2 separate regions of the Rattus norvegicus genome follow, and region 2 is linked to region 1. Evidence: chromatin contacts called from public Hi-C data. All regions are on one chromosome and are shown on one strand. Each heading gives the region's core, a stretch centred on a gene start, on an enhancer-like site or on the middle of the called end of the contact. The rest is flanking DNA. Distances are from core to core; before and after follow the strand shown.

Region 1 (4,073 bases), core at 522-3,021:
AGATGGGGTGGAGGGAGCGGGGATGAGACTCCCCATGGGTCTTCCTCAAAACACATCAGCCTAGGAGCTGAAGAGAGCGATTTCCTCATTAATCTAATCAGTTCTAGACAAGAAAACTAGAGGATTCTGCTGAGAAAGTGCCCCTCTGGTGCTTCAATTATCTCTTTGGCTGTCTACATCCATCAAAATTAACTCAAGATTCTAAAGTCGCATTTCACATTGTTGTATAGGAATATCACCATGGCAGGTAGAAACGCCGAGGACCCAAGACTCCTACCATCATCTCAAGCTAGCCTGCTAGCTGGCTCCCCCCTTCCAACAGGGTCCCCGGCTGTGGAGAGGACACCAGGAGTGACAGGCTTCAACCACTGCCCCCACCTTTGGGCTGGGACTGTCTGGAGGAACCGTGATGCTGTGAGTGGGGTTTGCATTTCCCAAACTAAAACACAAGTAACGTGGGGGTTTGCGGGAAGGGGTAGGAGAATAGGCATATGGTGATTAATTTGCAGGCACCGCCACATCTGAAGTGGTAATTAAGGGATAAGGGCAAAGCAACAAGGACCATATTAAAAACCACAATAACAAAAACACCTCGCTAACTTCATCAGTAAGATAAACTCAAGCCTCTTTTTTTTTTAAACCCACTGGATAGGCAACACTTACTAAATTCTTTCCTGTGTGGGAGAGTGCTCAAGAGAGCAGATGCGGGTGGGAGTACAGCTTGCCACATTCTTTCAGAAAGGAATCTGAAGTCCCGTTTGAGAGGCTTTTTAAAAAGGAGGATACTCTATGATTCTACAGTCTCACTTCCAGGAATGTATCCCAACAAAGCAAACACACACAAAAGCATGTGCAGAGATAATCTTTGTAACCATGCCTATTATAGTTGTGAGTTGTAAAAACCACATGGTCATTACAGTCTACAGTACGGTACTCAGTAGTCACTGAAATGTGGGGCCACATCGACTCCCAGACATATTTGTAACATGTTATTAACGGGAAAAGGTGATGACATATGTGTGTGTGTGTTCATACACACACACACACACACACACACACACACACACACAAATATGTCAAGTGATTCTACTTTCAATAAGCAGTATGAACATACAACAAATATAAATTAAAAATGCCAGCCGGGGACAGCCTTCTGCTGGATTGGTGTCTAAACAATAAGAAGGTGGGAACTGAGCCTCCCAGTTACTCTTTACAGACCAGGCCAAGCCCCTGCTCAGTTGTGTCTTTGTCCTTGTAGTGCAGTGGTGCTCCACCTGTGGGTTGACTGCTTGGGGGATTTAAAGGACCCTTTCACAGGGATTGCCTGAGACCATCGGAAAACACAGATAGTTACATTACAATTCATAACAGTAGCAAAATTACAGTTATGAAGTAGCGATGAAAGTAATGTTATGACTGGGGGTCACCACAACATGAAGGACGGTATTAAAGGGTTGGCAGCATTAGGAAAGTTGCGAACCGCCGCTTTGCTGCTTTATTACTGATCCTCACCTCTGATGCTCTGAGATCGCTCACGGTTGCTGAGAGCTGTTGACAATGACTTGTCAATTGTGAACTGTGGAACTGGTTCGGGCCAGTGTGCAACAACAGCAGACTGTACCACAGCAGTGATTCTGCAGATGCTGCCACTCCCTCGGCTCCCTTTTGCCTATCTCTACTTCCGAGCTTTTCCTACCATGATCCTATAATGAATATGCGTGTTGTGCGTGGCTGACGGGAAACAACGGTTGCACAGACGCACTGTTGCCACCTGCTGGCAAATACAGAGAACAGCCATGGTGATTTAAGGTGGACGCCCACAGCATCCGGTGCCGGTGAGGGCTGAGGATGACTGGAGCTCTTCTCTCAGTTTTCCAGCTGTTTCTGCCTGGACTTTTTGCAATGGGAAACAATCTTAACTGTAGAAGGCTTCCTTTACAATGTTACTGTGAAAAAATTCTACCCTCCAGAAGCAAAATCAGGTTTCCTACCTTAGTGCTAAGGGAAAAATCACATTCCCTGCCACATGTAACATTGTTCCTGTGGTCGTCTTTCAAGTACTTTAAGGACTGTAGCTTTTCTAACTCCCTTTTTACAAACACATTTGTTAAGAGTTGGCGAGATGCCACCACGGTTGACTTTGCTTTCCTGGACCCTCAAGATGGAAGGAGAGAATCAAATCCCCAAATTTATCATCTGACACACACACACACACACACACACACACACACACACACACACTCACACACACACACTCACACACACACTCACACACACACTCACACACACTCACACACACATTCACACACACACTCACACACACTCACACACACACATTCACACACACACATTCACACACACACTCACACACACTCACACACACTCACACTCACACTCACACACACTCACACACACTCACACACTCACACACACTCACACACACTCACACACACTCACTCACACACACACTCACACACACACTCACACACACACTCACACACACTCACACACACACTCACACACACACTCACACACTCACACACACTCACACACACACTCACACACACTCACACACACTCACACACACACTCACACACACTCACACACACACTCACACACACTCACACACACACTCACACACACTCACACACACTCACACACACTCACACACACACTCACACACACTCACACACTCACACACACTCACACACACTCACACACACTCACACACACACTCACACACACTCACACACACTCACACACACTCACACACACACTCACACACACTCACACACACTCACACACACTCACACACACACTCACACACACATTCACACACACACTCACACTCACACACTCACACACACACTCACACACACACACTCACACACACACACTCACACTCACACACACACAATGTAATTTAAAATATTTTTAAAAATATATTAAGATCTGACACTACACGGTGTCCCAAGTCTTAGCAGTGCTTACCTGTGCCTTTTTTGTCACTTTGTGGTCGCCCCACATTGCCAAATTGGTACAGTATTCCCTGCGCAGAGTAGAGAAGTCCCTTACCAATGTGTCACCAATTACATTATGATAGTTAATGGAGTCCTTCTCAGGGACCACCACAGACCAAACATTTTTTCCATCTTTTTATTCACACTTTCTTTAAAAGTTATATGGTATTTGTAAATTTTCATTTTATGAATATAGCTGCTTTATTTGCATGTAAATATGTGCACTGCATGCATGGTACCCACAGAAATCAGGTATGGATGTTAGATCTCCTGAGACAGAGTTTCTAGATGGCACTGAGCCATCTTGTGGGTGCTAGGAGTTGAACCCAAGTTTCCTAGAAGAGATCTCAACCATTGGAGCCATTTCTAGAGCAACAGCACCTCCTCCTCCAAATTTTATTTTATTTTTAATTATGTGTTCCGCTCCCGGAGCTGGAGTCACAGGCAGCTGTGGGCAGCCCCACTAGGTGCTAGAAGCTGAACTCAGGTCATCCACAAGAGCAGAATGAGCTCTTAACTCCTGAGTCATCCCATGCCTTTCTGGCCTGACAGATGGTCAGCATCTTCTCCATGGTGTGTCACCTTCTTGGGTCTTGGTCAAATGCCCTTCGATGAGACTTTCCTTAATTTCTCTACCCACAGTAGTTAAATGACCTCCTGTTTGGTCCACAAGACTCTTATGTTCTTACATTAGGTCTTCCATTTTAGCTTACATGACACTGACGAACCGCACGGGTGAAGAGACAGGAATACGTCCCAGTCCCACTGTCACTGCCCCCTCCATGATGTCTGGCATCTGCCACAGCTGCCCATGGTACCCAGTGCAGATTTCCTGCATGAAAGGTGATAGCGTCTGTTGTGTAGTTCGGATTTGATCAGCAGGGCTGGCTGCTTGGGTGTGTGTGAGCTCACGTCATGCCAAGGTCTACTCTCTGGGTGTTTTTCATTAGGCAGTTGCTGGAGCTAATGAAGATCAGGCTATAAAGCCCAGCATTTTCACTATCTGCTGAGGATCGCACACAGCCCTAAGTTTCATACAAATGCAAGCTCAGC
Region 2 (4,073 bases), core at 610-3,109, 200 kb before region 1:
AAATGCTTGTGCTGGCCAAGATGCACTTAAGGGCTTACACCATCATGGGCCCCAGTTTGCAGCCCATGTCTGAGACACACACACACACTCACTAGTTTAGCTATTTTCTAGCTGCTTCATGTGTTTGTGTCTTATGCAGCCAATTAGAAGGTAAAATTTCATGAATGTGGGAACTGTGTCTTAAAGTTCTTCAATGTTCTTCAGAAAAGTCACTCAGAGATCTAAAGAGGGGAGCAGATCACAGACAGCTTTCCAAATGTTAGCTCACACACACACACCCACATATACACACACACACACACACACACTCCATCACTCAATCCACATACAAGCATACACATTTATTTACATGCACACACAGAGACACATGCACACACAGATACACATAGACATAAACATAGACCTGCATAGACATACATGCACACTGACACACACTTACAAACACACACACATGCATGCTCACTAATCCATATTCAGTCACTCACATGCACATATACATATCACCACACCCATTTGTATACATGTGCATAGACACACACACAGAGACACACATATTCATGCACACGCACACTCACAAACACACACAGACACACATGAAAACACACAGATACACACACTTACAAATATACACACAGAGACACATTCACAAACACACAGATACACAGATATACACACTTACACACAGATATACACATACAGACATACAAACACACAAAGAGATACACACACAGACGGACAGACACACACACGCACACACACACACACACACACAGACACACACACACACACTTAGTTGTTACAAAGGCCCATGAAGTCCACAGAGTCTCAGCTCTTAGAAGAGGCTGCCATGTAGTAAGTATCAGGCAGGACATTGGAAGTTCTGAGAGAATTCATCCTGGCAAGAATGTAGAGCCATGCTCAGGAAACAGAGCAGGAAAGGGGCCCATGTATGGAATTTCATATTCATCCAGGGTAGTGAGTGTTGCTGAACACTCTTACACAGAGAGTGATAGGACTGGGTCGATCTGAGATAAGTCATTAAAGACTGGAGTCTGAGAGCTGAAGAGATGGCTCACAGTAAAGTGCCTGCTGCGTGAACATGAACACTTGAGTTTGATCCCCGGCACCCAAGTCAAATACATAAATAAGTCAACAGCTCAGCAGTGCATGCTTGGTGCGTGGACACGGGACTTCTCAGGGCTCTCTGACCAGATGATCGAGCTGAACTGGCAAATCTCACAGAGTTCTGTCTCAAAAGAATAAGGAAGAGTGTATAGAAGGAGATACCCAACATTGACTTCTGAACTCTACATACGTGTACACATATGTGCATGTACACATGAGCGCATGTATGCACACACAGATGCATGCACACACACATGTACACACTCCTAAAAGAAAGAAAAAAGAGAAAAGAAAAAGAAAATTCTGGAAAGCGACAGGGGCTACAGATAGGCTCTGGAGACAGAAGTCCCTTAGTACAGCCCTACAGGATTCCCATGCCTGCGTCTGGACACTGAGGAGCTTAGGGTAAGAGCAGCAGCCGCTGTAGCCTAGGAGGATGCAGGGAGGGTCTACTTCACTGTGGTGTGTACACACACTGAGAATGGGGGCAAATCTTAGCTGCACCCATTCAAGTTGACTGACCACCGGTCCAGCCTGGGTCCCTAGCCCTTTCTCTAACCATTTCCAGGTTCCATCAGCCAATGGATCCCACCATCAAACCCACCATGCTCTCTGGAGACGCCTGGAGGAAAGACCTAGGACTTCAGCTTCAACAATTCCAGACAAGGTATCAAGTACTCAGTAACCCATGGCAACCCCTAGAGGCTGCTAGAGCCTCAGCAATGAGGAGCTTTTTCCCAAGGAACCTGCCAGTTCCCCTGAGATGGCTCATGCTTGGTGATCTTAGGATGACCTTCAACGGTCTACACACCATGGAACGCTCATAACAACAGTGTCTGAAGGGGACCGTATCCACCCCTCTCACACCTTCCCATGATGTAAGCCATTGTAGAAGGAATGGCTTGAACAGAGGTGCAACTTCTTTAGTAGCCAACAGCTGTGAAGATTGCTCTGTTTGGTTACCTAGCATACCCAGTTTTTAGCATTGAGCCCCCCAAACTGCAAGTTCAGAAGTCACTAACTAGCCACGATGGTAAAGACTCTTCAGGCATGGACAATACTATCAGTAGGTTTCCGCATCTTGGGGCAGCTTGGATAAAGATGGACGGAAGAATATCTTTGGGTTGTCTCGTGGTTATTAATCGGGAGATTCCGGGTAGTCGGTTCCAGAGTTTTGTTCTTGGTGATGGAGGCTCAATTCTTCTTTCCAAACCTTGATCATTGAGCTTTCTCAATGATCACCAGGATCCTATAGGACTGCCACAAGTTGGACTCAAATCAGCCTATACATCTTAACACACATAGGTGGAGTACTTTCGAAGGACCCTGTCACGCTCACATCGGCCTCCAGGACCTCCAGCCTCTCCCTTGTCTAAACCTTGGCTTTCTGCCTCCTTTGTCAGTGGCTAGCAGCCAGACATTAGAAACACAGGCAGCTTCCAGCCAAGCCCTCGAGATCTTTCTAACCCCATTATCATGCCCACGCCCTGGACTTTGAACCTTGGCAGGTGGAGTCTGTCATGCTTCTTAGGTGATGGGGCAACCAATTAAGGGTTCCACAGGCCTTGAGTAGGACTTCTAGCAGGTCTCTGAAGGTAGGGGTGGGTGGAATGGAGACCTGAAAATACCAGTTAACTGCCTCCAAGAGAGAAAGAAGGTCCCTTGTCCCCCCATCCTCGTCATATTTTACGTGTGACCTATCATTTAACCATTTATTCTCTGAATCCTGCTTATGTTATAACACCCACACTCAGGATGGAGGCTGTGCATACTCGGGGGCACTGGACACCTGCTCCCCTTTTCTACCCCACAGAGCCCTTCCTCCCACACCTTTACTCAAAACAGGCCGTGAGGCTACAGGGACCTGTGGCAGATAGGCACTTTTGACTTGGAGGTGGAAGACATCTCCTGTAAAATTATTTGAAGCACTTCAAATAAGTTTGGGATGTAGGCACTTGTTTAACATGTCCCAGCACATATAATAATAATAGTACTACTAATAATAATTCATAATGACAATGATAAGACAGCAGTAACAATCGAAAAAGGCAAAGGAAGATGGATCTTTTTGTTCAAACAGATGGGCATAATATCAGTTGAACATGTCATAGGCAGCGACAAGAAAAATGTTAAATAATTAATAATTTGCCTTTACCCCTAAAATATGTCCCTTGCACTAAAATAGCTGCCTCAAGATGGACGCATCAACATGCCATTGATTTGTCCATCTTGTTTTCTCCTTCATCCCTTCAGCAGTGGATGGTTTGTGATGCAATTAGCCAGGGCTTATGTAGGACAGACGTTTCTGTGACCTCATCATGACACAGGCAGGTGATTGGCAGCACTGATTCGGCTGCTCTATGGAGCTGACAGGGAAGCGGCTTCTGTCGGTCTTTCCACTGCCATCCCTGGCATGTGGGTTTTTTTTTTTTTAGCCCTGACACTTGTCACCTCTCGGTGGCAGAGTGGCTAGCATTATACTCACACACAAAGAGGAGCAAAACGGAACAGGCAGTGCTTTGGAACCATTCAAGAGAGAGTGGAAACAGGGCAGATGTAGTGTAGCTAAGATGGTGACTGGCCACTCTGAGATGTAATTAGAAGGTAGAACTGACCAGGTCTGATGGTGGCAATGGTGAGGGCTCCAACTTCCGACCCAGATAAGTGGAGGTCTGACGGGGACAATGGTCAGGACTCCAACTTCCGGTCCAGATAGGCGGAGGTCTGATGGGGGCAATGGTGAGGGCTCCAACTTCCGGTCCAGATAGATGGAGGTCTGACGGGGGCAATGGTGAGGACTCCAATTTCCGGTCCAGATAGATGGAGGTCTGACGGGGGCAATGGTGGGGACTCCAACTTCCGGTCCAGATAGGCGGAGGTGTTCACAAAGACCAGATTCAGGGTAAGAGGAAAGACCTAGATGTTTTCACTTCTAAGGCTCTATTCAT

What was found. Hi-C and Micro-C count contacts between places; a contact is called where the count stands out from the background.
Region 2: a contact with region 1 is called in a Hi-C map of psoas muscle, with 4 times the contacts expected there. The contact joins two enhancer-like sites. A contact is called at or near these places in 9 of 12 Hi-C or Micro-C datasets (Schwann cells, frontal cortex, hepatocytes and 5 more).

Annotation. Positions count from the first base shown.
Region 1 is chr7:30,874,744-30,878,816 of GRCr8, reverse strand. It overlaps a transcript of Tmcc3 not described here. Among named protein-coding and RNA genes, the nearest start is that of Tmcc3, 110 kb to the left of the region's middle. Within about 2 kb of position 1,771, at least 10 of the 93 cell types and tissues checked have an H3K27ac peak or open chromatin away from gene starts, as enhancers often do.
Region 2 is chr7:31,072,052-31,076,124 of GRCr8, reverse strand. No RefSeq gene overlaps it. Among named protein-coding and RNA genes, the nearest start is that of Tmcc3, 87 kb to the right of the region's middle. Within about 2 kb of position 1,859, at least 2 of the 93 cell types and tissues checked have an H3K27ac peak or open chromatin away from gene starts, as enhancers often do.